2 separate regions of the Callithrix jacchus genome follow, and region 1 is linked to region 2. The links are chromatin contacts, called in public Hi-C maps. All regions are on one chromosome and are shown on one strand. Each heading gives the region's core, a stretch centred on a gene start, on an enhancer-like site or on the middle of the called end of the contact. The rest is flanking DNA. Distances are from core to core; before and after follow the strand shown. Region 1 overlaps C1H9orf50 (chromosome 1 C9orf50 homolog). Region 2 has its middle 210 kb from the start of C1H9orf50.

The links. Hi-C and Micro-C count contacts between places; a contact is called where the count stands out from the background.
Region 1: a contact with region 2 is called in a Hi-C map of induced pluripotent stem cells, with 4 times the contacts expected there. The contact joins two enhancer-like sites. A contact is called at or near these places in 3 of 3 Hi-C or Micro-C datasets (induced pluripotent stem cells and skeletal muscle).

The regions. Positions count from the first base shown.
Region 1 is chr1:178,198,003-178,201,384 of calJac240_pri, forward strand. C1H9orf50 (chromosome 1 C9orf50 homolog) reads right to left here. Exons shown (of 5, transcript XR_013519456.1): 5 at 3,058-3,276. Among named protein-coding and RNA genes, the nearest start is that of C1H9orf50, 8.8 kb to the right of the region's middle. Within about 2 kb of position 1,324, at least 7 of the 16 cell types and tissues checked have an H3K27ac peak or open chromatin away from gene starts, as enhancers often do.
Region 2 is chr1:177,997,743-178,001,587 of calJac240_pri, forward strand. No RefSeq gene overlaps it. Among named protein-coding and RNA genes, the nearest start is that of C1H9orf50, 210 kb to the right of the region's middle. Within about 2 kb of position 1,434, at least 15 of the 16 cell types and tissues checked have an H3K27ac peak or open chromatin away from gene starts, as enhancers often do.

The DNA.
Region 1 (3,382 bases), core at 74-2,573, 200 kb after region 2:
CTGCTGGGGCAGGAGTTCCAGCTCCAGTGGCATCACCAGCACCCCCAGGTGAGACCCCCCTGAGCCCTCGGGGTTTTACTGTCCTTATCAGCAAATGGGGCTAAGGAGCCAGACCTGGCTTCCACTCTACCTTGCACTGGCTGGGCACCGGACTGCCCATGGCCAATGATAGAGGTCAGGGTGGGCTGGGGAGGGCAAACAGGACCTCACAGCATGGAGGTGGGCAGGAGTGGGGGGTGCACCTGCCTTGATCCCAGCGGGCTCAGGTAGGTCAAGTTGAGGTGAGCAGAGCTTTCCTGGCCTCCCCACCATGCTGCTTCCTGAAGCCCAGGAGGGGCAGCACCACCCACCACAACCCCCCACCACAACCCCTCACCACGACTCCCCAACCACGACCACCCCATGATCCCCCACCACAACACCCACCATAATCCCCTCAGCACGAACCCCCCACAATAACGCCCCCCCACGACCCCCCCCACGACCTCCCAAACATAACCCCCCAATCACGATACCCCCACCCCCAGCCCTGAGTGGAAATGCCCCAGGGAAAAGGGCCCTGTTGGGGCCCCTGGGGAGGCTACCAGTCCTGGGTCACTGTCCAGAAGGGTGAGAGATGGCCCCCGACGGCCCCTGGGGAACAGCTGGATGCCTGGGTCCCTCTCCTCATCATCATCCTTCTTGGTGACCCCAAGTTGATGGTGGGGGACATGTTGGTGGACAGAGGTGGCTTCAGAGGGCCAGGGAGAAGCCTCTGGGCCTCCAGGGCAGAAGGTGACCCCGAATGTGGGGGCTGCTGTGTCTGTCTGTGCGAGGTCCACCTGCGTGCATGGGCTGTCTGCGGGGCAGGAGTCCGTGGATGTGTGTGGTGTGTGTGTCTGTGTACCATGTGGCTGTGGTCCTGCAGCGAGCCTGTGTGTGTCTCCGGGTGCCTATCTCGGTGGGGGGTGTGAGTGCCAGGAGCTGCGGGACTGAGTCTCGGGTCCTCTGGACTCGGCCTCCCGCCTGCTGCCAGTGGTTTGCGGGGAGGGAGCGGGAGGAGGGGGCGGCGGGCGGACTGGAGCGCTGCGGGCTCCCGGGGCCACGAGGTAGAGGAGGAGGGGAAAGGGGAGAAGGGGGAAAGGCAGGGGTAATCGGAAGGGGGTCCAGGTCTCCCCGCAGGCCCACCCAGCGCCCTCCCCCGGCGTGGTGTCCCCGGTGCGGGCGAGGAGTCGGGGGCCTTGGGATCGCCGAGACCCGCCCAGGGCGCTCCAGGCGGACTCCCGCTCCAGTGCTCCGCGCTGCCGCAGGGCTGCAAGCCTAACCATTTTGGGCTGAACAGCAAAAGCGAGAGAGAGGGAAGTTGGGGGGCGGGGGCGGTGCGTTTCCCCCCACCCGCCAGGGCCTGCCGCGGGCTCGGGGCACGTGCCGGGAGGTCTCGCGGCCGGAGCGGGGCTGCCGGGGGCCCGCAGCGCCGAGGCGGAAGCGAGTGGGTGCGGGCGTCGAGCGAGGGGAAAAGTTTCCGACCCTGGAGCGAGACTCAGCTGCGAAGTTTCGGCCGCGCCAGGCGGCGCCAAAGCCAGGCTAACACTGCCCCCGCGTGGGCGCGGCGCGGCTCTGCAGCCGGCGGTAGGGTCGGAACCCGCCGCGGTCCTTGGGGGAAACTGAGGCTCGGAGAGGGCAAGGTGGGCTGCGCAAGGCCACACAGAGGAGGGGCGGTAGAATCAGGCCTGATGAGACCCGGAGTCTCTCCGGGAAATAGAAAGCCTGGGTCAGGGGACGGGGCGTGAAAGTCCAGAAAGGGAGATGGAGGGGAGGGGACGTCCGGGGGACTGAATCCCACTCTGGTGAATCCCGGTGGAGGAGCGGCTGCAGCGCTGTCCTCGTCCCATCCCCGCAGAGTTCGTCTACACTGAGCCTAGCTCTATTGCCCTTCTTCTGGAGTCAGGGCGCCTCACCCAAAAGGCCTCCCCCAGCCGGGCCCTAAGGACCCCCACCGGCCACTGCCCAGCCCAATCCCACCCTTTGCAGCCTCTTCCTTTGCCATGGAACAAGACGTCAGGGTGTGGATTCCGTGCTATTTCCTCAGCGGCCAGGAGGTGGCGAGAAAGACCCGGATCCCGGGCAATGGCGCGGGGCAGGGGGCCGCTGGCAGCTTCAGAGAGAGGCTCTAACTTTGTCCAGGGGGCTGGAAGGCAGGTGTGGCGGGGGCAGACCTGGCAGACAGGGGCTTGGCGGTGGCCTGGGATGCTGAGTCAGTGCCTGCCACCTTGTCTTTCGCCACCTCCTGATGCAAACATCCACCATCCCCAGACTAGGGAGAGAAGGGGAGGTCCCAGCCCAGCACACCCAGGTGTTTTGCCTTCCAGGGACCAGAGGCTGTGAACCTGGCTGGGGAAACGCGTAAGACTAATACAGGGTACTCTTCCCTGGGCTGGAGTCTGGACACCCTCACTCCACAGTGAAGGTTAGATAGAGGCTTGGAGGGGGAGGACAGGGCGGGGCATGGTTCTCCACCCCTAGGCTCAGTTTCCAGCAGGTACATACTTCAGGTGTGGGCTGATTTAGGTCGACAGAGGCTTGGTCCCAAGTTTTTGGGGTTTCTTGTTGTTTGTTTTTTGAGACAAGGTCTCATTCTGTTGCCCACGCTGGAGAATAGCAGTGTGATCACAGCTCACTGCAGCCTCAACCTCCTGGGGTCATCGCCCGCCTCAGCCTCCCAAGTACCTGGGGCTCCAGGCATGCACCACTATGCCCAGATTATTTTTGTTTTTTTATTTTTTTGTAGAGACACGGTCTATGTTGCTCAGGCTGGTCTTGAACCCCTGGGGTCAAGCCATCCTCCCACCTCAGCCTTCCAAAGAGCTGGGATTACAGGTGTGAACCATCAGGCCCAGCATGTTCCCAGGTCTGAGGTCTGTGGCAGGGTCTCCCACCTTCCAGAAAAGGGGTTCACTTGGTACAAGTCCTGGACCCTGGGGATGCCCTGTCCCCACCGCTCAGCCTCATCCTGGCTGTGTCTCCAACTCCCTTCCTTCCAGGAACCCCCAGAGACCAGCAATCAGATACGAAGAAAGGTTTGTGGTGTGGCAGGTCCCAGCCACCTGGGATGCACCTTTATTCGTGGGGCAAGGAAGGGCGATCGTCATGGCCTGGCCCTGTGTGCCCTGGGCTTGGGCTAGCGGGTGCTCACCTCTGAGCTCGATGCAGTGTTGGGGAGGGCAAGAGGAGAGAGTACTCCTCAGGGCGGCCTTGCTTCAGGACCGACTGAAGCACCAGGCTGGGAAGGAAGGACTCCTAGAGTGTGAGACAGAGGACCAGCTGGCTGCCACCAGGACCTCAGGGCAGGGGACTGGGCCCCCAGGGCCCAGCAGGATTCTATGCTGCAGCCCTCTTGGGCAGG
Region 2 (3,845 bases), core at 184-2,683:
CTCCCAAAGTGCTGAGATCACAGGCATGAGCCACCATGCCGGCCCAACAGATTGTTTTTAATCCATGTGCGCACTGCAGAGGCCTTTTCCCTCTGGCTTCCCTGTCCAGAGCTGCAACTGTTTGCATTTGAGCAGATACTGTCCAAGAGTGGGGAGCTGAGTTAGGGACAGAATCACAAACTTTAATTAGCAGGATGAGATTAACAGCCCAGCAGGGGCTTGGAGATGAGGGGGGCGTCCTTCAGGCCCATCTGATCCCAGTGAACACCTCCCCACAAGCCCCTCCCAATCCCGGGACACTGGAAAACAGGCGCCCTGCGACGATGGAGGGAGGCCACCCGCCTCCCCGCGCGGCCAGAATCGCACACCCCGGCAGCCTGCCCTGGCGGGGTTCAGCGGGGCCCAGAACGTTCTGGTCTTTCTTCCAACGGCAGCCGGGCTGTTCCACCACAGTCTCCAGGAAATTGGTCCGTATAGGACGAAGCCTTCCCGAGAATGAAGTCATCTGTTCCTTTTTTATTTTTTGTTGCCTTTATCCTTCAACGCGAGTCACCGGGCCTCTGCAGTCCCTCCCCGCGCCAACGCGCCCCGCCGAGGGGCCCGACCGGGCTGGCGGGGAAAGGGGCGAGGAGCAGAGCCCCGGGGTGCGCGGCCGCCCACCGCTCCCTGCCCGCGCCCCGCCCCGGCCCCCGCCCGCCGGCCGCCGCAGCCTGAAGGTGAGCTCCCGGGGGGTCGTCCGCGCTCAGGCTCGGCCCGCTCGGCAAACAATAACAGTAAATAACGCTCCCTTGTCAACGTAATAAAAACGGAAACGGTTACAATGTTTTTTAATAAGCGTCCCCCATCAATCTCCCTCCCCCTCCCTCTCGGGCCGTGGGCACCAGGGAGGAGGGGGAAGGGTGGGGGGCACCGGGGCGCGCTGCTTAGGGGGCCCGGGGGTGCAGGAGGAGGAGGACGCCCGGGGGAAGAGGGGAAAACACAGCAAGTGAGAGACGAGGGGGCGCGAGCGGCCGGGGTCACGCGCGCTAGCCGAGCCGGGAAGCGGCCGCGGTGAGTAACACTGTTGCCATGGCGACGTGGCCGCGAGGAACAGGAAGCGGCAGAAATAGCAGCCGCCACAGCCCGAGCCGCTCGGCCCCTCCCCCCGAGCCCGTTGCCACGGAGACCGGCCCGAGCGAGGCTGCGCGGGCGGCCGCGGCCTCCTGCGCCCCAACCCGCGCACGCGCAGCGGGGCCCGGGCCACGCGGGCGTCGCGGGGGTGCCAAGTCGCCGCGTCAGGGCCACCCGGACCCCCCAGACCTGCCCTGGGCCGCCCGCTCGGTTCGGGGGTGAGGTGCGGGGGAGGGAAAAGACAAACTGTCTCTTGTTTGCCTTTGGAAAGCCGCCCCGCCTTTGTTCCGGGCGGGTTTGTTGGTTTCCAGGCTCTGAAGCCGGGAGAGGAGAGGGCAGGGACCCGGGTTCAGCGGTCCCAGACGTTTTCCGAGCGACGGACCCTGGGCCTAGCTCCGGGACGCCGAGGCGACGCGGGGCACTAGCCCTACCCTCTGGAGCCCAGGCCCAGTCCGGGCCTCCCAGGCCCCGGGGCTGCCTTCCCCAAGCCGGACCTCCCCTGGGGGTGAGGGTGCTGTCCCAGGACCTCCTTCCTGGGTTTCCTGGTCCTTTTGTCCACGTATCCCCCTCCCTGAGAAAAACAGCAAAGAGCACAAAGCGGAAAAGACATCCCTGCCGCCCCCCAGGCTCCCTCATCCAGCAGCAAACTCTGAAACCGTTCACACCCCTCCCAAAACTGAGAGAAACCTGGGTGTTTCCTAAACACAGCCCGCGCGCCAGCAGCGTGTTTATGTGGAGGCGGCCTCGCGTGTCTGAGGCTGGGGTGTGTGTGCGCGCCAGGGGCACGCCATCATCTCTCAGGCTGTTTGTGGAAAAAATTTTTTCTCTCTCCGGATTTTGTTTGGTTTGTTTTTAATAAGGGTCAGAGGTCTGGGCTTCTGTGGGGAAGGGCCAAGGGTCATCTCGGATGGCCAGGCCGGGAGGTCTCAGGGGGACTGGTCACGGGGCTGCACTGCCAGGCAAGGAGGGAGTCGGAGCCGCCCCATCTGGCCCTGCTCCCTGCGGCGGCCGGTGGGAGTCAGCGGGGACAGGATCGGCAGGCTGCTCCTGGGGTATGGCCTTAGAGAGGATACAAGCTAAGGACTGGGATCTCTCTCGCAGGGCAGGGCAGCTGTCACTTCCCGGGCCCGGTCCTGGTCACACTGGCCGAAAGAGAAGGCAAGCAGAGTGGTCCGGATCTCTGGGGCTTTCTACATTGGAAAGGGGAGGCTTTTGTTTTTTGTAGGAGGCGGACTTCAACTTTCATTGAGCAGACTGACCAGATGGGAATGTAGGGAGGGTGTGCAGGAGGGGGGACCAACCCCCTGCTTCAAACCTCCCCACCATCATGCCTACCAGCCTGGGCCCCTACTTCGGCCCTGTTTTGGCCGAAGGGAGGGAGGGGCTCAAGCTGTTGTTTCTTCTTCCCTCCTTCCCCCTTCCAGATGTGAGAAAGGAACTCCACTCTGTAGGGGAAGCTTGTCTGGTATCCAGAAGCCTTAGGGTCCACAGTAGCGGTCTGGGTGTCATATTGCTGTCTCTCCTTAACGGAGGAGACAGACCTGTGGGGATAAGGTGCCTGGGAGCTGTTGCTATAATCTAGAGAAGCCTCACCTTGGCCCAGTGGGCAGTAGCCTGCGCTGAGAACGGGAACTCCAGGACTAGAGAGAGTCCTGGCGGTGAATCCCGGCTCTGCTGAAGCCACAGCTTGTGCATCTGGACAACAGGGACAGCACAGTGCCCCGTCACTGAAGGTGATGGCTCCTGGAGGTGGTACACACAAGCTTGTGGCATGGCGTCTGGTGCACAGTAGGCACTAGAACATGGAAGCTGTCATTGGAGCTGGTGTGACCCAGGACAGCCACCTTGGGTCTCTGACACTCGAGCTGGCTTTTGGTCCAGGCTCGAGGAAAAGAGCACTGGGCTGGGGTCGGGAGAAGCAGAGGCCACGGGTTCTGCCACCAGCCCACTGTGTAATCCAGGGCAAGCCCCTGAGCTGCTTTCAGCCTCTGTCTTCCCAACTGGCAAATGGGGATAATAATCACAATCACCACTGATTGTGAACTTAGTGCCAGGCACTCCACCGAGGTCTGTACATTTCCTTATGGAATTCGACCCTCGAAATAACCAAGTGAGGTAAACACCATGGTGATCCCAGTTTCACAGATGAGGGGACAGAGCCTCAGAGAGGTGAAGTCACTTGCTGGCAACACTGCTGGAAAGTGGTGCAGTCTCTGTCACACCCCTGAGAACCAGCCTGGAGGTGCTGCTCCTGTCTCTTACCCCACCCTTGCTGCTCACCCCCTGCACTTTTTGGTGGCTCAGGCCACAGCCCTTCCTTTGTATTTGAACCCTTGGATCCAGCCATTCTGGAATCTTCTGAGTCAGGTGGAGATCCAGCCCGCTCAGTGGGAGACATCCTCAGGGGAAGATGGGGGCTTGAGGGAAGCCAGGTGGGCCCCACACAGTCCCTACAGTCAACCCGGCAGCTCACAGTCGATCTGCTGTCCCCCGGGTCTCCCCTGCCGTTTACACGAAGGGCTGGGGTTCCTCACACACCCGGGTGGACGCGTGGCCTCCAGATGGTGCCGTTAATCCTGCTGGAAGCCGTAAATCAGCGTGATTGTCCCAGCTTCCCCTCCCCTCCTCCGAGCTGTCACCTCCGAGGAGCTGGTGGGAGCAGCGCCCCTCCAGCCCCGCCCTCCCACCCCAGCCTTTGTTCCTGCTCAGTTGCCGGCAGGAAGTGGCCCAGTCAC